2 separate regions of the Macaca mulatta genome follow, and region 2 is linked to region 1. The links are chromatin contacts, called in public Hi-C maps. All regions are on one chromosome and are shown on one strand. The core of a region is the stretch at or near the end of the contact, and the rest is flanking DNA. Distances in the headings are between cores, read along the strand shown.

Region 1 (4,284 bases), core at 1,221-3,720:
AGGGGGCAGAGAATGTTGATCATATTAACAAGGAGGTAGTTAACGCTGTAAGATTTCCTGTTGGTTCCCTTCAGATAGCTCTCCCAGCTTATCTAAAATCCCCTCACTTTACTAATACATCTAAATCCTGATGTGCCCGTACATGAAATTTTGCATTGTGTTCTGTTCTTTGTAAATGTTATTGTCTTCTCCAGGGAAGATGTCCTCGTCTAGGGACCTGCCCTGGTGTCCCAGCCGTGCGGGCCTCCTTGGGCCATGCTGCCCAGGGATGTCGTTGCCATTTGGCTGGCATGCTCTGACGGTCAGTGGGGATGCCCACATGTGAAGAGCAGAAGCCTGCCCCTGAGTCAGGAAGAGGTGCCAGGCAGGTGGAAATCAGGGCCCCAGGAGGCGTTTAGGGGACAAGCTCTGGAGCTGTAGCTGGAAGGGCCTGGAGCTCATTCACCTCAGTGTTGCCCACTGAGCTGATGAGGCATCTGGTGCCCAGAGAGGTGACATGACTCTAGCACACACAGCTGGGGAGTGGCGACTCTGTGGCCCCTGCAGGACCTGGTCTCTGTGCCCGGAAGCTTATACTCCACATCTCTGTCCCCTGCAGCGTGTAGCCTCTACGTGACCAGCTGCAGCTTTGCCTCACTGCACCTGCAGAAGTGGGCAGAAACTCCTCCCAGTCTCCATGATGGTGCTGTTGTAGTTAGTATTTGAGTCCTGGCTCACTGTCCTGAGATGAGCTGCTTGTTGCTATTGTGCCTTGGGAGAGATGGAGGTGGAAAGGTGGGCAGTTGAGGGTCTTGGGACCTAATGATCCAGCCAAGAAGTGACATTTTGGTCAACTCCCACTCTCCAGGCCGGCTGGTGTCCCAGTGATGCCAGCATCCCGGGATGGTGTTCATTTCATCTGCCTTGAAATAGTAAGTGCAGGTGTTTGAGAAGCACGGGGAGGTGGTGTGGGCTCAGCAAGGTGGTGTCTTTTCCACGTGAGGTCTGTCATGGCTGAGAGCAGGCCCTGCCCCACTTCTTGGACACAGCCCCTTCAAGGGCTCCTCTTCTCCTGGGGAGCATAGCTACAGGGGAACACCGCTGTTTCCCCAAAACTAGAATTTTCCCAGAAGCAGCTCAGAGGGATGCAGTCCCTTTTAGCTGTTTCTCGGGGGGTGTGCATCAGAATCATTTGGGGAACTTTTTCAGTTGATTCCCAGGCAGCAGGTCTGGGGCCTGAGAGTCTGCATTTCCAGCAAGCTGAGGGAAGATGCTGGGCTGCCAGTCCAGGGCCACACTTTCTATATATATAGAGAGAGAGAGTCTCACTCTGTTGCTCAAGCTGTAGTGCAGTGGTGCGATCTCAGCGCACTGCAACCTCAGCCTCCTGGGTTCAAGCAATTCTCCTGCCTCAGCCTCCTGAGTAGCTGGGATTACAGGTATGCACCACCACGCCCAGCTAATTTTTGTATTTTTAGTAGAGACAGGGTTTCACCATGTTGGCCAGGCTGGTCTCTAACTCCTGACCTCAAGTGATCCACCCACCTCGCCCTCCCAAAGTGCTGGGATTACAGGCGTGAGCCACGTTGCCAGGCCCAGGGCCACACTTGAATGGCAGCATGGTTCCAGTTGGTCCAGGGGTAGCAAGGGCCATGCTCAGGGACCAGACAGGTCAAATGAGGAAGGACAGGTGAGCAAAATAAAGGCTCTGGAGTCCTGGCACTTGGGTGACCTTAGGCAGGTCACTTACCTCTGCAAGCCACCCAGTCTGCTGTGGAGTGAGAGCAAGAGTGGCCCCTCCTCCGTGGGGTCACATGGTTGGAAGAGGCGGTGCACGTGGGGTTCTTTCCTGGCGGGCTCCGTCAGGGTCAGTTGGTGTGATTAGCAGCCTGGGCCCTCATTCCGTTGCTCCGTCAGGGTCAGTTGGTGTGATTAGCAGCCTGGGCCCTCATTCCGTGAGCTAACATGGCATCAGACACTAAGGGGTGTGGAGGCTGTGAACTTCTCTGTGTCTGGCCAACTGGCCGACTCTTTTCTTTCAGGGATGCCCGGCAGCCACAGGACCGCAGCCTGTATCTGAAATGGAGCAGTCCAGGCCCACTGGTTAGGCAGTGATATCCCAGTCAGGCCTGACAAGAACAGGACATGAAATCGTGCTGATCACTGTTCTGCCTTTTACTTATACTTTTGAGGAAGGAGGCTGCCTTCTCCTAAAGATGCCCATCTGTCCCCTCCCTTCAAATGCAGGAGGCCTGGGCTGTTCTTGTCTTTTTTTAAGCCAGGTTGACAAACCGAGAGCCAAGCCAAGGGGTGCAGGCTGGCTCCCAGCTCCTGCTGCCAACTGCACATATTGCATATCAAACACCGCAGCATCTGCAGAGACCAGCCCGCTGGCCCCCTGCCAGGCCGATCTCTGCAGTCCTTCCCCATCACTTAGCAGGCAGTTGGATTCAGTCCCCTTTCTCTGTCCCTCGGGCAGGCTCTGCCTCCAGGCCATTCCAGCAAGCTGGCGAGCTGTAACCGAGTTTCCAGGCGTTGATGCAGCGGCACTGCATTGCCCGGCCTGAGAGTCTGCAATGAGATCAGAGAGGATGTCAGGGATGAGGGCGTGGGGGCTGTCCCTGGTGTGCAGTTCCCCTGCAACCCGGGGCCGCTTGCCTTCCCCTGCTGCCACCCAGAAACAGGACTCAGTTTCTGTTCCCCCCACCCAGCTTAGTGCTCTATTTACTTGTATATAACTGTTTTCAGGTGTAATTTCATTTTATCTCCCTCATCTCAGTGTAAGTTCTAGAGAGCTAATGCCCATTCTTAATTACATATTTGTATTCTTGTCTTGTCCTAAGTCTATAGAAAATACTCAAAAACTATTGAATCAGTTAACAGTCAGCACAGCTTCTCTGTTGAATGGCTTCCATAGCTCATGATTGACAGAATTTTCCAGCTAGGGGCACCGGAGGTTCTCCCTCCCCTTCCCCAGGCATGTGAGGCCCCCTGGCCATTTGTGCTTTGCTGGTAAAACCTTCTGTCCTCAGGTGGGCAGTGAGCTGATTGCTGGGTTATCAGGGCTCAGCCACGTGGTGGTCAACTGCTCTGAGAAAGTCCTCACACTGGCACCAGCCGGAGTTACTGACCAGTCGTATCCTCAAATCCAGTCCAAACTGGAAACTCAGGCTTAGGAGGAGGCTGGAAGAGGAGTCCAGCTCCAACAGGAGGCCCCATTTTCTGCCTCTCCTAGTTTTACTGTTTGAGCCCATTTAGTAGCATTTGAAGTCAGGTCAGAAAGTTAAAGTTCCTCACCCTAAAAGTGCCTGAGTGTGACTGTGTGGGTCTTGGGTTTTGTGTTGGTTTGTGTGTTTTTTGGTTCCAAGACCAGCTTCTGATGAGAGGGATGTCTTCCCTCTGATGTAACTGCCCTGAAGCCTGGCTAGAGAGGACTGAGAGTCGGCGCAGGTGCTGGGTAGAGAATTCAGTAGAATGGAGATTTTCCAGCTTCTCAGCAGTCACCCACAGTAAAATACAATTTTATATCATGACCCAGGACACATATGTTATATATGCAACTGAAAGGATTTTTTCAAAGTATTTTAACTGCAATTACTTTTGTGCTAACCTAATAGTACTTATTCTCACCACATGTATATTAATGCACTCAGATTTTTTTTTCCAGTGTTGACCATGACCCACTAAATTGGTTCCATAACCGACTAACGGGTCACAACACATGGTTTGAAAAAAAGTACTGCTTTGGGGAATGTGCCATTCTAAGATTTCCGCAGCTTTTTCAGAAATCCACACTGGGATAAACTTTCCAATCTGATGTAAGTAGCTTCTCAGGTCATCAAGCTGCATTAACATTGTGTGATGGGGCTGAATGTCACTGACCCTTACTTCCTCCACCCCATCTCTACATCAGATTCTTGCAAAATCTTTAAAGACAATATATGTACCTTATTTTATGTTTGTATTCTTGTCTAGCCTTGAATCTGTAGGAATCACTAAAAAAGTGGGATCCTAGGCTTCAGCAAGGTTTCCTGCTTCCACCCCCCAAAACTGAGTTGAGTTTTTTTGTTTTGTTTTGTTTTTGAGGCAGAGTCTCACCCTGTCTTCTGGTCACCCAGGCTGGAGTGCAATGGTGCAATCTTGGCTCACTGCAACCTCCGACTCCCGGGTTCAAACGATTCTCCTGCCTCAGCCTCCTGAGTAGCTGGGATTACAGGTGCCCACCCCCATGCCCAGCTAATTTTTGCATTTTTAGTAGAGACCATGTTGGCCAGGCTGGTCTCGAACTCCTAACCTCGTGATCCG
Region 2 (4,284 bases), core at 1,096-3,595, 41 kb before region 1:
GTTAGCCAAGATGGTCTCGATCTCCTGACCTCGTGATCCACCCGTCTCGGCCTCCCAAAGTGCTGGGATTACAGGCTTGAGCCACCGCGCCCATCCAGGCCAGTTTTGAACTCCTGACCTCAACTAATCCACTCGCCTCAGCCTCCCAAAATGTTGAGATTTCAGGTGTGAGCCACTGCACCCAGCCTAGAGTTACTTTTCTTTTTTTTGAGACGGAATCTCACTCTGTTGCCCAGGCTGGAGTGCAGTGCAGTGGTGCAATCAAGGCTCACTGCAACCTCTGCTCCCCGGGTTCAAGTGATTCTCCTGCCTCAGCCTTCCAAGTAGCTGGGATTACAGGCGCCTGCCACTGCGCCGGCTAATTTTTGTATTTTTAGTAGAGACAGGGTTTCACCATCTTGGCCAGGCTGGTCTTGAACTCCTGACCTCGTGATCCACCTGCCTCGGCCTCCCAAAGTGCTGGGATTACAGGCATGAGCCACCGTGTCCAGTCTTTTTTTTTTTTGAGACAGAGTCCTGCTCTGTCGCCCAGGCTGGAGTTTAGTGGCATGATCTCGGCTCACTGCAACCTCCACCTCCTGGGTTCAAGCGATTCTCTTGCCTTAGCCTCCTGAGTAGCTGCGATTACAGGCACGTGCCACCACACCCAGCTAATTTTTTTTTTTTTTGAGGCGGAGTCTCACTCTATTGCCCAGGCTGGAGTGCAGTGGCATGATCTTAGCTCACTGAAACTTCCGCCTCCCAGATTCAAGCAATTCTCCTGCCTCAGCCTCCCAAGTAGCTGGGACTACAGGCACATGCCACCATGCCCAGCTAATTTTTCTACTTTTAGTAGAGAAGGGGTTTCACCATGTTGGCCAGGCCAGTCTCGAACTCCTGACCTTAGGTGATCCATCCACTTCTGCCTCCCAAAGTGCTGGGATTACAGGCATGAGCCACCTGCGCCCGGCCCTAGAGTTACTTTTTATATTTTATTTATTTATTTATTTTGAGACAGAGTCTCACTCTGTTGCCCAGGGTGGAGCGCAGTGGCTTAATCTGGGCTCACTGCAACCTCAGCCTCCCAGATGCAAGCTATTCGCCTGCCTCAGCCTCCTGAGTAGCTGGGACTACAGGCACACGCCACCACGCCCAGCTATTTTTAAATTAAATTAAATTAAATTAAATTAATTTTTTTTTGTATTTTTAGTAGACACGCAGTTTCTCCATGTTGGCCAGGATGGTCTGATCTCTTGACCTCGTGATCCGTCCACCTCGGCCTCCCAAAGTGCTGGAATTACAGGAGTGAGCTGCCGCGCCCGGACTCCTTTTTATATTTTAAAATGACAATTTGGAGCAGACCATAACAGTTCTGCCAGTCTGGAATTTAATCCAGGCAGGGGGGTTGGAAATAGTACAATGGTTAAGCTTATTGAAGGAGCTAAATGCCAGGCACTGTTCTACTTCATGTAATCCTCCCAATTGCCCAGTGAGATGAGTACTGCTATTATCATCCCTATTTCACAGATGAGAAAATTAAGGTGAAACTAAGTTAATCAGTGTGCCTATTTTTACAGATTAGTAAGTGGCAATGCCAAAAATTGGAATCCATGGCCCCCACTCTTAGCTACCTCACTATACTACCTCTTGCCATTCATTCTTGGCTTCAGGGAGCTTTGAACTCATCTAAATGGATCTATACCCAAACCATTGGGGCCACTGATCCTTTTGTTCCCTTTCTCTGGGCCTCCTTCACCAGTTCCTGGGTCAATTCCTGAGGGGTTATGACGTTCCAAACTGCTTGGAATTCCCGAATACGGTGCATTATACATATGCTCTATACACATCTATTATAGCCTTACAAGTTGGGGTTGTTTTTTATCTATTTAATGTGTATTTGTTTTGTCTCCCCAACTAGACTGGAAACACCTCGAGGACAGGGACAGTATCTTTCTCTTTCTGCAACCCTCGCAGTGCCTGGGGACTAGGCTAGGACGCCAAGGGAGCTCATCAAAAGTTGTTGACAGGCTCTCCACCATCCTGTGCCTCACCCCGACCACTCCCCTCTGCCTCGGTGGCCACTCCACTTCCTCCTCCCGGCCCGCCCCTTCTCTTTCCCTTTAGTTTAATCCTGTCTGGCCTCGACCCCACTTAGTGGATTCCATTCTGCCCCCGCCCCCCGCGGCATCTTCAGCGTCCCCTAGCGACGAGGCGGTGGCTCCTAGCAACTGCATCCCGGCTCCCTGACGACGGCGCCACGCAGGGACACGTCAGCGCGCCATGGCCCCGCCCCCGGCGCCCGCTGGTCCCGCCTCCCCGCGCCTCGTTCGCCGCCGCTGCTGCCGCCGCCGCCCGGGACTCGCGCAGAGCAGTTATGGCGGATCCCGCAGCCCCCACGCCCGCAGCTCCTGCTCCCGCCCAGGCCCCGGCTCCAGCCCCGGAGGCGATCCCGGCCCCAGCCGCAGCCCCTGTCCCGGCGCCGGCGCCCGCCTCGGACTCGGCCTCTGGGCCGTCCTCGGACTCCGGCCCCGAAGCCGGCTCGCAGCGCCTGCTGTTTTCTCACGACCTGGTGTCGGGCCGTTACCGGGGCTCCGTGCACTTCGGGCTGGTGCGCCTCATCCACGGCGAGGACTCGGACTCGGAGGGCGAGGAGGAGGGCCGCGGCAGCTCGGGGTGCTCCGAGGCCGGGGGCGCGGGCCACGAGGAGGGCCGGGCCAGCCCGCTGCGCCGCGGCTACGTGCGCGTCCAGTGGTACCCGGAGGGCGTCAAGCAGCATGTGAAGGAGACCAAGGTGCGGCGGGCGGGGGCTGGGCGGCGCGGGAGGCAGGGGGTCGGCGGCCGGGCCGAGGCCAGGGAGGGACCGCATCGGGGCCCTGCCCGGAGCGGTGCCACTGCAGTGGCCGAGGCAGGAGGACAGCCCCAGTGGAGGGTACACTCCATGCAAAGTCATTGCAGCAGCTCTGGGCGCACACACCAGCCGGGCACTGCTGGCCCGGGACCGGGCGGGCGCTGGGCTTCCCGACTTGAGGGGACTTCTAAGCCATGCTACGCTGTGGTGTCGACCTCGAGATTTGGAAACGTGGACCGACTCCCGTGGGGACTCCTCAGGCCCTGGGGCGCGTTCGGCATTACACCAGTGCGGCGTTTTGCTGACCCCCAAGGAGCTCGGTGCTGCGTTGTGCATCCAGAAATGAAGGCCGTGCCGGGTCCATGCAGGGAGGGGTTGTGGGCATTCCAAAACAAAGATAGAGGTGAAAATCCCAGCCGAACCCAAGAAGTTCACTAGCTTACAGGCTGCATTATGGTCAAGCCACCCAGTCTCTTTTTGTTTTACCCTGCTGCCTCATTTTAATTGCTACAGGGAACTTTGTGAGTAAAAACATTAGCAATCAGAGCCGCGATATGAATAGTACTGGGGGGTGGGGGGAATTCTGACAGCTGCTACCCGGATTGAGACTTCTTGAAAAAAATATTCCAGAACCCTAGGTAGAGGGTAGTCACCAATTTGGAAACCTGAAGGGTTTTTCTTGACCTGAGGCTGTTAAGCAGACATCTGACTCCCATATGGTTTTTGGGGTGATGCTAGTGAATATAGCAGTTTTACAAAACAAAGAGGCTTGCCGTCATAAACCCGAAACCTTGAACCCGAGTTGGTTTGGTGGCTTGTTTTCCGGAATGTGAATTCCTATCAGTAATTGACACACACACACACCCCTGTATCTCATACCCCTTCTTCCTCTCCTACTTCCCCTCCCCTTCAAGAAAATATTTCTAAGCAGGAATCAGGCCTACACTGTTTTAGGTCCTTGGGAGGTTGAGAGGTCTGATTTCAGGGGAGGGCACTTTGGAAGTTGATCTGGGTTTCTCACACAGTGGGAGACAAAGACTACAGAGGAATGGGGCTTCATACCAAACTACAAAGGGGGGTCTGTGACAACGGCTTGAGAAGGAAGAAGGCCCCACTCCAGAGAAGAGCCCGTGATCCATTTCCTAGCGGCAGAAGTGATTACTGATACCAGCACTCTTTTTGTTGGGGATGCACGTACATCCACAGACACAAATCCACACACAGGACCCTGCTTTCCCTCAGAGAAATGCGAATCAGGCAACAGCTCTGAGATTTGGAAGGAAAATTATCAGTCCATTTACAAGAGTATTTGGAAAATATTACTTGTGCAGCAGAATGCTGATTAAAAATTACCCAGTATTGTGTCAGGAAAAGAGGGTTATTGCTGTGTACTGTGTGACACCATTGCTGGTGTCTTTCTGTGAGTTTTTGAGAATGTTTTTCACCACCCGTCTACT

What was found. Hi-C and Micro-C count contacts between places; a contact is called where the count stands out from the background.
Region 2: a contact with region 1 is called in a Hi-C map of fetal cortex germinal zone, with 1.9 times the contacts expected there. The contact joins the promoter of UBE2O here to the enhancer-like site in region 1. A contact is called at or near these places in 5 of 14 Hi-C or Micro-C datasets (blood, cortical neurons, fetal cortex germinal zone and 2 more).

What each region holds. Positions count from the first base shown.
Region 1 is chr16:86,162,532-86,166,815 of T2T-MMU8v2.0, reverse strand. All of the region lies in intron 1 of UBE2O (ubiquitin conjugating enzyme E2 O), which reads left to right. Among named protein-coding and RNA genes, the nearest start is that of SPHK1, 33 kb to the right of the region's middle. Within about 2 kb of position 2,470, at least 14 of the 40 cell types and tissues checked have an H3K27ac peak or open chromatin away from gene starts, as enhancers often do. A contact at or near this core is called in fetal cortex germinal zone, where this site is marked.
Region 2 is chr16:86,203,544-86,207,827 of T2T-MMU8v2.0, reverse strand. UBE2O (ubiquitin conjugating enzyme E2 O) reads left to right here and starts at 2,345. Exons shown (of 18, transcript XM_077972831.1): 1 at 2,345-2,770. The coding sequence starts at 2,354. It overlaps LOC144335966 (a long non-coding RNA gene), which reads right to left. Exons shown (of 2, transcript XR_013407301.1): 2 at 2,793-3,435.